Regions from separate parts of the Mus musculus genome. Here regions 1 and 3 are each linked to region 2. The links are chromatin contacts, called in public Hi-C and HiChIP or PLAC-seq maps. All regions are on one chromosome and are shown on one strand. The core of a region is the stretch at or near the end of the contact, and the rest is flanking DNA. Distances in the headings are between cores, read along the strand shown.

Region 1 (3,963 bases), core at 132-2,631, 630 kb before region 2:
AGGATGCTTTCCAACCTGTCGAGCTGCCTGTAGGCTGTTCAGTGTGTCCCTGGTTTTCAGCGTTCATTAGATTTTACCCACACCATGGTGGGCTTTGGTGATACAGTGGTCTCTGAGCAATTTCTGCTCCTGTAAGCAGTTCCTCACCCACCCACATTCCTATAAGTAATTCCAATAAATCATTGGCTCACCAAGTTGGAGCTTGGTAATATTGATCAACAATTGTCTATATGTGGTGAGCAGACATTTGTTCATACAACTCCAGGAATAATGTCACACACCAGTAAAATATAGAGGTGAATCCAAGCAGACTGTTTGTTGAGAAACAGACAAAGAGGAGTGGCAGGTGATTTGTGGGATTTTACTTTATTACTCAGCCCATGAGAAAAAGAATGGAGGGACCTGTCTATAAAATCTGTTTTTGTATTGCTGCAGCACACCCTGCCATTCTTAATCTGTTGTCTACAGCCAACTTTGCAAAGTCATAAAATAATTTGCTCTTGCTTCTGAGTGTCCAGTGATCTTATTATGGAGAATGTATGATCTTATTATGGTGTGTGTGTGTGTGTGTGTGTGTGTGTGTGTGTGTGTGTGTGTGTGTTTCTTCATTCCTAATGAATCATGGGCCAAATCACTTCATCTGCCACTAAAACTAATTATTCAGTCTTTGGTAGTTAGCTGTGTGCTGTCTGGTTCCATTTGGAAACGCCAGTGTTGCTTTGAAAGAATCCCTTAGATCTCTACCTTTGGGTGAGTAGGCCAATCCAGGATAATCCCTCTGCATGTGGTAAACACAGGACTGAAATTCTTGAAGGTGAATGGAACATCAAAAAGAGGACAGAGTTTCTAGAGGTAGGGACCACATCTAAGTCAGGCTTTGGAAAACATAATGATTGGACAAAAGCCACAGAAAAAGACAATGAAAGGGAATGAAAGTCAGAGCTCAAGATGGTGTTACTGGTATCATGATTTGTGTTCATTGGAAAGCTGAGGCAGAGAGTTGTGAGTTCAACGGCATCCTGGACTACATTTGTTTCAAAACAAAACTAAACCACACCCCCCCACACACACACACTATACACACACACACACACACACACATACTTACCATACAAACATGGTTTTGTCTCTACAGAAGTTAAAATTATGAAATGTTGCCTAGGAGAAAAAGGTTTCTCAGCTTGAATTCTTAGAAACGATTCACTCTACAGCTGCTTGTGCTTATAAACTTCCCTAATTAGGGGAGGAAGAAAGAGAGGAAATAGCTTGAAAGGAGAAGAAGGCAGAGATGCAGTGAAGTCCAAACTTCTTACAGAGCCAAAATGGTCTGGCTGCTGTGTAATTGGCTGACTAAGCCAAGAGAAGCTGCAGACAATAGCTGTGATGGGGAGGATCACAGCTGCACAGCATCCCTGAAGCTCCTGAGAACCACACCAGGGAAGTGGCCCCCTCTGGAGCATCCCTTGAAAGCTTCTGGTCCCTTTCAGGGGCCTCCTAAGATTTGCTGCCTAAGAGAGAACTGGGCTCAGTCTGTGTGGAAAAAAAATCTATGCCTTAGGATGGCTAGAATTCAATGACTAATTTCCTAACATGTTATTAAGCCATGTTCAATATAGCCAAAAATATTATTTTAACATCTGAGTATCCAGACAGAGCTCGGAGCAGAATATTTTCAGAGGGTTTTTCTAATAAAGGTTGACATTGTGATTTGTCCATAGATTGTTACTGTTTCCTTTACAAAATTGAAAAAAAAAACAACAAAAACATCTCTAAGGCTATTGAGAAGTCCGTATTATGTGGATTGATTTATAATAGACCAAACCACACACAATAAACCAGTAATTGAATCTAGCACACCCTGAGTATCCGTTTTCACTCTGCCTCCAGGCTGAGCATATGATGCGGCCTTAAAGTTTTAAATAAATGACAAAATGCTTAAAGTGGCCTAATGTAATAGTGGCCTGGGCAGTAATAGGAACAAGCTCACCTCTCTGGCACTTGATACTCACTGTAGAGGGGAGAAAGTATTTTTGTGATTAATAATGTTTGGGGGTCAATATCACAGCTATCACCAGGCAAATAGTTTTTGACATTGAAGTTATTCTCTAAATACCAGAAACCAGAGTCTTATTGTGACTCCTGCTCTGCTTATCATGAGCTCTATGAAGCTACGCAGACTCTCGCTCTCTGGGCCTTGGTCTTTCCATTTAAAACATCGAACTAAAAGACTAAATGAATTTCAATCACAATTAAGCCAGATTGATCAAAACCATCTATACTATAATCTGGCTTAGCCAAAACACTCCTGAGTGTGCCCCAAGGACTCTCAATGAACATCTCACCTAGATGCTCACATATGTGTGCTTGTACTAGAACTCACCACAATGGTTAAGTTATGGAACCAGCCTAGATGTCCATCAGCAAAAGAGTGGATAATGAGAATGGGGGCTGAATCCACATTGGAGTCTCATTCAGCCACAAGGAAGAACAGCATTGTACTGTGTTTCAGGATAAATGAAAACAAATGGAAGCCATCATATTACATAATATAATCTAAATGCAGAAAAACAAATGTCATGTTTTCTCATTTTGGAATCCTTGATTTTGGTTACACACAGAAACACACACAGACACACACGCGCATGTGTAATCTGATGTGAAACAGAAGTGAGTCTGTGGGATAAATTGGAGTAGGGAGGAGTCCATAAGGAGCTTGGGGATGATTGTGGTCCAGGTGGATGACACACTTGAATGAAAATACTAGGTAGGAACTCTGTCACTGTGGTCAATGACTACATGCTGATAGTATATCAACATTTAGGCTGCTTTGTTAATAGCCACACTAATTTTAAAAGTCATCATACCGTGCAATGGGCTTCATTAGGGTCTTTTATTCTCCCCTGCCACATGGTTTCAGACCTCTTTTTGCGCCACTCCCATATATACATACATATACAAATCAAAACCCAGGCCGAGCACTTAAGAAAGCTTAGTAGTTGTCTTTCCAACATAGGCTGATTTCACTTTAAACAAATAATTTCCAGCTCCATCCATTTCTCTGACATGGTCCTGATTTAATCCTTCTGTATGGTGGGTAAAAATCCCATTTTGAATATGTACCACTTTTTTTTGTATTTTGTACTTTTGAGATAGGACCTCTCTATGTAATTTGCTGTCTGTCAGACTGCCCTAAAACCCACAAAGATCCACGTGCCTCTTCCTCCTAAACACTGGGATTCAAGGCATCTGGATCGTCCCTTCTTCTTCTCCTCCTCCTCTTCTTTCTGCTTCTTCTCTCTCTCTCTCTCTCTCTCTCTTTCTCTCTCTCTCTCTCTCTCCCTCTCTCTCTCTCTCTCTCTCTCTCTCTCTCCCTCCTCCTTCTCTTTCTCTTTCTCTTCTTCCTCCTTTATCTTAATCCCATTCACCCATAGCAATAGATCTCAGCTATGGCAGCAATAGATAAGAATCTCTGGGTTTTGCATGTGTGTATGTGTGCTTATGGTTGTGTGCAAATTTAAATGCAAATTTTCTTGGCCTGTCATGTCATATAACAGAGCAAATAATGTCAGAAAGACAACAAAGCAAATAGGATAACTTGCAACTATTTAACAGCCGGTAGTGACAACAGGATTGAACCCTTGAATTTTTTCTGAGCAAAACCTCAGCAGGTGTCTGCACAGCATTAATCTGTGCATGCAAATGCTAGCACTATAGAACATTCTGGAAAAAAACAACCTTAGGAAGAAGCACTCACATAATCAGTGAGCTTGGAAAATACAGGAGTATGTTTTTCTTTCCGAATGAATAGGCATAAATATAACTGGTTAAAAAAATAGATGTCTAGGCCTTTGTTGTAATCATCCCACATCTGTATTCATGAAGGAAAGCTTCATGCTCTTTCATCTCAAAATTGAGCTTTCTGTGGAAGAAGAGTGGGATACAGCAGGCTGCTGTGCAGTGTGT
Region 2 (4,121 bases), core at 1,296-3,795:
AGCATTCCATATCAGAAAGTCCAGCAATGGCTTCTATGAACGAAAGAAAATTAGATAGGGACCACTCCCTTTCAGGTTTGTATTTTGATAAGGCAATTTTGATAGGAGAGCATCGATGTCAACACACTGACCTGCAGTCATGATAAATTTGTGTCATACTTGATGAATAAATACTCAGATGTCAATGCTCCCCCCCTATATCCAAATGCTCTTAAGCATTTTAAGTTCTTGCTGCAAAAAGAAAAAAATCTAAATGGACAAGCAATAAAAACGTCATTGGTAGGAGGAGAGCGAATAAGTGACTGGAGGTAGTCGGGATGCTTGGCTTTCTCAGGGCAAAATGAGAAATGGAAACCCATATCTGTGTGATGTACTTCAACATGAGATGTCATTTTTTAAAAAGTAATTGAAATGGATTGCCCACTGCTTCCTGTGCCACCACTAAACTGTAACCTTGGCAATTATATTTTAATCAGATTTTCTCACTCTTTTTCATTCTCTCCCTTCTCTCCCTTCTCCCCCTCCCCCTCTCCCTCCCCCTCTCCCTTCCCCTCCCTCCCCCCCTCCGTTCTCCTTCTTCCTCCCCTTCTCTCAGATACAGATCGTGTGGACTGTGTGGATTTTTCCTTTTTTTCAGTTTTTATTTTTTATTTCATATGTCTCTCTCTCTCTCTCTCTCTCTCTCTCTCTCTCTCTCTCTGTGTGTGTGTGTGTGTGTGTGTGTGTGTGTGTGTGTGTGTACACGTGCATGTGCACACACAAGTTTTCCTTGGAGGCCAGAAGATCACATAAGATTGCCTGGAACTGGAGTTACAAGTGGCTGGTGGTTGTGAGATGCCTGCCTGATTTGAGTGTTGGAAACTGAATTCAGGTCCTCTATAGAGCGGTACGTGCTCATGCACTCAACCCCCAAGCTACATTTCCACTCCCAGAATCATGTGTCACCATCATCATCAATACCCTTTTCTTTTTTTATCTTTAGACTAAAAGTTCCCTAAAGGATGGGCCTGTCAAGATTGGCTCTGATTAACATTAAATTTAGGAAGCACACACACACAAAAACCCTGCCAACAAAAAGTTGTTTGGCTGACCAGGCTCCAAGTTTACCTACTCATAGGCTGACCACAGGTTTCTCTGTACAGTCCTGGGTTGCTGTTTTCTGCCCTGTAAAAGAGTGGCCATGTTTATTACAGAGCGATCCACAATAGCTAAACTATGAAATTAGCCTTTGGAGCTCATCAGAGAATGTGGGGATCAGATTTGGTACATAGACACAGGGGACTTTTTGCTCAGCCACAAAGAAGAATGAAATTTTCTCATTAGCAGGAAAATGGATGGAACTGAAGGTTCATGCTACATGAAATAAGCAAGACCTGCAGAGACAAATACCACAGGTTTTCCTCCTGTGCTTGGAATCTGGGAAACGAAAACAAAATGGATAAGAAACTACAGAAAGAAATACTAGGGAATAAAATGCTTCCTTGTTTTCAGTTTTTATTTTTAATTTCATAAGTCTGCGTGCATGTTTTCCTTGGAGGCCAAAAGAGGGCATCAGATCCCCTGGAGCTGGAGTGGTTGGTGGTTGTAAGAGAGAGGGAAGCAAGTAATGATGTCAGTAGAAGGATGGCTACAGAGATAATTCAAAATTCAAGCCCATGTATGTGTAAATAACATTATGTAGTCTCTTAAGAGATAGAGGGAGGGAGAGAGAGAGGGAGAGAGAGAGAGAGAGAGAGAGAGAGAGAGAGAGAGAGAGAGAGAGAGAATGAGCAATATTCGATATGACTTTGAAGCTATCTACTACATTTCTTGGCCAGAACCTTAGGTACCACATACCTATTAGTTCTCTATTTTCATTTTGGGGATAGAATTCTCAGCTTCTGTTGCTGCCCAGCAAGGTCCTAAACCTATGACTTCAAAAGACCCTCATCCCTCATCCCTCATCCCTCATCCCTCATCCCTCATCCTTCATCCCTCATCCCTCATCTACTCCCAAGGACTCCTGGGATCATGAGTATAAGCAGATGCCTCCAGTTTGTCCTGTAACCTGACTTGAGGGATATTATGTTCATTCTCCTTAGCTGTGCCATGCTTTAAAAATGAGCTGGGAATATTTCTCAGTCTGTCACCTGAATTACAGTAACTCCTCATCCAGGGATGCCGTGCTTCCCCAAACATAAGCACTAATTACAGCCAGCTCCAAGGTACACATCCCATTACCCTTCCCTGCTCTCTAAGCCACTGGTATCCCTCTGCAAACAGGATCCAAAGAGCAGGAATTAGCTATGGAAAGCAGAAGGTAGACACTGGCGAGGGCTGAGGGCTGTAGAGCTCAGGAAGGAAGGAGTGAGCCGCTGACCTTTTCGGACACAATAGATGCAGATTGATGCCTTCAGTGTTTTTCCTTCCTAAGTCCGTATTTACTAGAAGTTGTTCTCGGGCCATGATTAGACACACTGCTCGCAGTTCCTCCCAGTTAACAAGCCCAGCAATCAGTTCTTAAGAGAATCTGATTGCCACATTGTGAAGGCCTGAATCCTCCAGATGGCTGCTCGCTGATACTTGGGTTCTCTCCAGGTCCGAGCCAGCTCTCCTTGCTCGCCCACAGCAGTGTGTGCTAGGCTCGCCCAGCAATATTGGTAAGCACCCTTTGTCTAGCAGTTGCTACAATCTGCAGTCTATGTTTCTTGCCTCCAGTGAACAACACAGGGGCGTTCTCAGATGTCGACTCCACTGTTCACATACATTTCAGTTTCCTCTGAGCTGTCACCAACCTACTCAATAAGCTCTTTCATATAAGTCAACAGCAAGAAAATCATCCTTGTTAGACCCTAAGAGTCCCAAATGCGGCATCTTTTCTTCTAGTCCGGGGACTGAGAGCTTCTTGTGAGTCGTTATTACTGCTTTATTTAAACTACCATCATCATGATTAGAGTGTCAGTGCAGAGAGGAGAGAGAAAAATACCTAGGAACTGCCATTGGTGAGGCTTAGAGTTGTAGAGGAGAGAACTGTTGTTGGGCTTTTAGTGAAAATCACTGTTTTTTCTGATCTCAGCAGGGACAAAAATAATATCAGAAACCACAGTGTCTGTACTTTGAATGCAATCATGCATCCTATTATGAAACCAAAAATGGACAGCGCCAACATTCTACCCCAGAACCTTAGATCCACGGGGGTCAATGAGACCCCATCCCCTCCCTTCAGCTTCTTCCACTTTATGATGGGATTGGCTTCTCCTTTGGGTTTTATAAAGCATCTCTTTATTTTAATGTTTTACCAGGGTCTAGAGAGATGGCCCAGCATATAGGACTGCCCACTGCTGTTGCAGAGCACCCAAGTTCTGTTCCCAGTACTCATATCAAGTGGCTCACAGCTACCTCTAATTCTAATTCCAGAGTATCATATGGATGCTGTCTTCTGACCTCTGCAAGTACCATTCAGTCACACACACACACACACACACACACACACACACACACACGCACACAATAAAAAGTTAAATCTTCTTTGAAAGGAGTATGGGGACCTGAGTTTATGTATGAGGACCAAGCACACATACGTGTCCATGAAGACCAGAAAAGAACATTGTATCCCCTGGAGCTAGAGCTATAGACAGTTGTGAGCTCCCCCATGCATGCTGGGAAACAAACCCATATGCTTTATGAAAGCTTCCAGTGTTCTTGAAAGATAAGCAACCTCTCCAGTCCCCAAAAATAAATCTTTAAAAAAATTATTAGTCTATATTCATTATACAAAGCAGTGAGCTTCATAATGACATTTACAGTCAAAATTACCTCCTTTTTTTAACATTTTCTTTAAAAAAAAGGCCCATCTGCACTGGATTTCCGGTTCCAAACATTACAGAATTGCTTAGTACATCCTCAGACCATTTCTGTAACACAATCTAAGCTACCCGCCAAGGAAGGAAGCTTTGATTCACTCTGAAAACCAACCTTTGCCCACAGCAGTAAGTCAGGACGGATCCTTAGGTCCTGAACTGGGCATTCACATCACCTGACATGAATCTGCGTGTGAACACAGTCAAAAGAGAATAGCCTCAGATCTGGTGTTATTACCAGGTCACCAAAAAAAGCTCAATTAAAGGTGACTTCTCCTTCCT
Region 3 (3,602 bases), core at 359-2,858, 580 kb before region 2:
AGTTTGGCATTTTAGGGGCTGGTGAGATGGCTCTGTGGTTACGAGCATTTGTTTCTCTTGCAGACGACCTGGGATTCAGTTCCCAGCACCCACATGGAACAGCTCACAAATGCCTGTAACTCTAGCTCTAGAGGATCTGACGTGGCTTCTGGACTCTGCCACGCTTACGTCCACTTCAACAAACCCACATCCAGATGCACATATGTATAAATACACACATGTTTATAAAGAAAAAAGTCTTTTAAAACCAGCATTAAATAAAAAGACATATCAATCGTATGGATAAATTTAACTGTACCTTTCAACTAGCAGCAGCAAAACCAGAAACAAAATTCTGAGTAGTTAATAAAAGAGAGAGGAAAATGCTATTGGCTCCAGAAAGACATCTTTCAGAGAGCCAAGGGATAGAGAAAGGATGGAAGGACTGAGCAAAGGAAAAAAAATATTATGAGTGGCATCTGAAAATCAAACTGTAAAGGTGCTAAGGAAAGTGAAGGCCATGCCAGAGGCTCCACTTTTGGGCAAAAACATGTCCGTTATTCACATCTCTCTGCTCAGAGCACAATGCTGACCTTTCAATCCCATTGCTTGATTCTTTCACCAAGAGATCAATTTTCAATCTGATCAAGTTTACTTCTTCTTTTCTTTTGTGTGCATGTGGTGTTTATGCGTGTGTGGAAGTGTGTATATGTACGTATTGTGTGTGTGCGTGTGTGCGCGCGCGTGTGTGTGTTTGTAGTGTGTGTGTTTGTGAAGGTGTCTATAGAGGCCATCAGAACAGGAGTTAGCGCGCGTGTGTGTGTTTGTAGTGTGTGTGTTTGTGAAGGTGTCTATAGAGGCCATCAGAACAGGAGTTAGAGACTGTTGGTTGTGAGCACCAAACTCAGTAGTCTGGAAAGACCAACATTATTTGGAAATAAATAAGTAAGTAAATAAAAACTAAACCCTCAAAAATGTGTTACTCTAATTCCAGGAGGCTTTGCAGGACATAGTACACAGGTGTTGTTGTTGTTGTTGTTATTGTTGTTGTTGTTGATGATGATGATGATGATGATGATCAAGTGAAGTGGAGGCACAGAGAAGTGACCGCCTTGTTCACTTACTGAGGTCTTCCCTGTAATGTAAATGAGAAACCCCAGAGAGTTGGAAGCTGCCTCTCTCATTCATCCTTCGGTGACATCACAAGACAAGCTGGTAACTTTTGGTTTGATGGGATGACATAATTGTGCTTTATTTTTACAAAGCCCTTCCTTCCTGAGACTGACATAAGACATATTCATGGATGAAATGATAGATATTCGATACATCTTGACTTCTAAAGAAGATGAAGTAGGGAAAATAAGTAAAAGAAGATGGGCCGTGAATTGCAAAATGTTAATGCTTTGTAATAGATATAAAAGAGTTCATAACACTGTTCTATTTTTGTATGTATTTGAAGCTTTTCATCACATAAAAATTGGTAAAAATTTATGTAGCTAAAACCAGAACCCAACTCTCAAAGTGGTCAGCTGACAATGTCTAACTGAATTGGAAGGAAGCACGGGCCGCCTGTGTCCCATGTTGGAGGACACCCCCATCTTCCCTAACAAAGGCAGCATGCTACCAGGGCCCTGCGTTCCCCTGTTTGGTTCTTTCTGCATTTCTAGACATTCATTCAGCTCCAAGTCACACAGCTGCTGATATTGTAAAAATGTTGCTAAGCAACATGTTAATGGGGAGAAAACACTCCTTAAAACATTAGGGGTTTTGTCTTTTAAAATGTACCAGTTCAGCATATCATACCTCCCACAGCTCAATTTAACAGGAGGAAAAATACCAACTCTCTGAATGTAATTCCTTTTCTTCCATCTTCCTGACTGGATCCAAATCTAATAAGAGTAAGAAATGCACCATGGTGATGACCCAAAATCACCCACATCCCTGTGGTCATTTGGTGGTTTGCATGTAGAACAGCAGTTCCCTAGGAACTAAGACCTAGGATGGGGCTTGGTGAGGACAATGAGACCAGGAAGAGGAGTAAGGTGAGAGATGCTTTCATTTTCTCCCCTGTACTTTTGTCCAGAGCATAAGAGCCTGCTGTAGCTTTCAAGGCTCTAGAACTTGGATGGGTCGAGTCACCTATTAAGCCTCAGTTTCTTTTCTAGTAACTCAGAATATTTGACTGAATATTCATGGAGAGAGAGAGAGAAAGAGAGAGAGAGAGAGAGAGAGAGAGAGAGAGAGAGAGAGAGAGAACATGTGATCATGTGTAGATACATCTCTCTGTGTGGGTACATATACTAGTGTGTATGTGAGATGGGAGCCAGAGGTCTACCTTGGGTGTCACTCCTCAAGAGCTGTCCCCTTGTTTTGTGAGACAGGTTCTATCACTATCCTGGAACTTGATAGTTAGGCTGAATTACATAGACAGGAAACCTTAAAGATCCAGCTTCCCCACCCCTAATGCTGGGACTAAGGGTGCATCACTAATCCAGGCTTTTTCAAATGAGATTTGAATATCGAACACAGATCTCATGCTTGTCCAGCAAGGACTTTACTAACTGAGCCATCTCCCCAGACCCTGAAAGGCATTCCTAATTCCAAGAGTTATGTCTACAAGGGATCCCACAAGGTCAGAGCATTCTTGTGTGCTTTCTTTGGGTAGCATGGGGGGTGGTTAGCTTCTGCTTTCTGAGGCCTGGGGAGGATGCTTGAGCATTTGACAGGTGCCCAGGTGCTGTTTTGATGGACAGGAGGAAGAGACAGGTACAAGGCTCTCCAAGCCAAATGAGCAGAACAATGAGCAGACTCTGACCCAGGAGACTGACACAGCCGTCATTCAGAGGCAAGCTTCTGTGGCAAGGCCCGGGGCTCAGAACTTGGTGGTGTGTGCGCTCTAGGTGTGAAGCTTCCAGCTCTCACCTCTGAGTGTGAAGTGTGGGCAGTTTTGAGAAGACAGAATGAGATAATGTTGTGCTCCTAAGTAAGGGTGACCTTAGCTTAGAACCCAGGACATAGTGAACTCTGGTTACCCATTAATTACTGTTGGCACAGAAAGAACCCAAGGAGTGTTCGTGGTTCTCTGTGTGAATCTTTTTTTTCCCCATTGATAATGACATGTACTTACTAAATTCCTTTCAAAACCAGAGAGAAAAAGTGGATAGCTTAGTGCCAAGCTAAGACTCCAGCTGTAGGCTCCTGTTACTGCTGCAGATTTTGTAAAATCATACAGTTTGCTGGGTGGCTCTAGGTTGGCAAGTTTATCCAACGTGAAGATTAACCCCATCTCCTCCTGGACTAAGAATCTTAGTGATGTGTTCTGGCTCTGGTATGACCCGCCGTTGCTGCCTGCATCGCTGAGATCCAAAGGACCAGCTCACAGACTGCAGTTAGCAGAGGAGAGAGGAACAGTGGGTAGCAAGGAGCTTATCAGAACTGGATGAAAAGCCCAGACCCATAAGAGTCTGCCAGGGCATCTATTTTAAAACTCGGTCCGTTTTAGCAACAGAGAGCCAGGGCTGTGATTTAATTACTTATGGCTTACATCAGAGGCAAATGAGAGCCAGCAGGCCAGATCAAGGATGGGGAGATTAACCAGCTGGCTTGAGGGCTTACATGGGCTA

What was found. Hi-C and Micro-C count contacts between places; a contact is called where the count stands out from the background. HiChIP or PLAC-seq counts read pairs in DNA pulled down with a chosen protein or histone mark.
Region 1: a Hi-C map of cortical neurons shows a contact between it and region 2, with 1.8 times the contacts expected there. The contact joins two enhancer-like sites. A contact is called at or near these places in 6 of 484 Hi-C or Micro-C datasets (cerebral cortex, cortical neurons, forebrain and 1 more) and 1 of 115 datasets of contacts at active chromatin or transcription factors (VIP interneurons).
Region 3: an H3K27ac HiChIP or PLAC-seq map of VIP interneurons shows a contact between it and region 2, with 6 times the contacts expected there. The contact joins two enhancer-like sites. A contact is called at or near these places in 1 of 15 datasets of contacts at CTCF or cohesin (the NIH/3T3 cell line), 2 of 484 Hi-C or Micro-C datasets (cerebral cortex and embryonic stem cells) and 1 of 115 datasets of contacts at active chromatin or transcription factors (VIP interneurons).

Annotation. Positions count from the first base shown.
Region 1 is chr11:56,795,954-56,799,916 of GRCm38.p6, reverse strand. No RefSeq gene overlaps it. Among named protein-coding and RNA genes, the nearest start is that of Gm39826, 71 kb to the right of the region's middle. Within about 2 kb of position 1,381, at least 4 of the 459 cell types and tissues checked have an H3K27ac peak or open chromatin away from gene starts, as enhancers often do. A contact at or near this core is called in cortical neurons, where this site is marked.
Region 2 is chr11:56,168,230-56,172,350 of GRCm38.p6, reverse strand. No RefSeq gene overlaps it. Among named protein-coding and RNA genes, the nearest start is that of Gm46260, 50 kb to the right of the region's middle. Within about 2 kb of position 2,545, at least 23 of the 459 cell types and tissues checked have an H3K27ac peak or open chromatin away from gene starts, as enhancers often do. A contact at or near this core is called in VIP interneurons, cerebral cortex and cortical neurons, where this site is marked.
Region 3 is chr11:56,751,992-56,755,593 of GRCm38.p6, reverse strand. No RefSeq gene overlaps it. Among named protein-coding and RNA genes, the nearest start is that of Gm39826, 27 kb to the right of the region's middle. Within about 2 kb of position 1,608, at least 27 of the 459 cell types and tissues checked have an H3K27ac peak or open chromatin away from gene starts, as enhancers often do. A contact at or near this core is called in VIP interneurons and cerebral cortex, where this site is marked.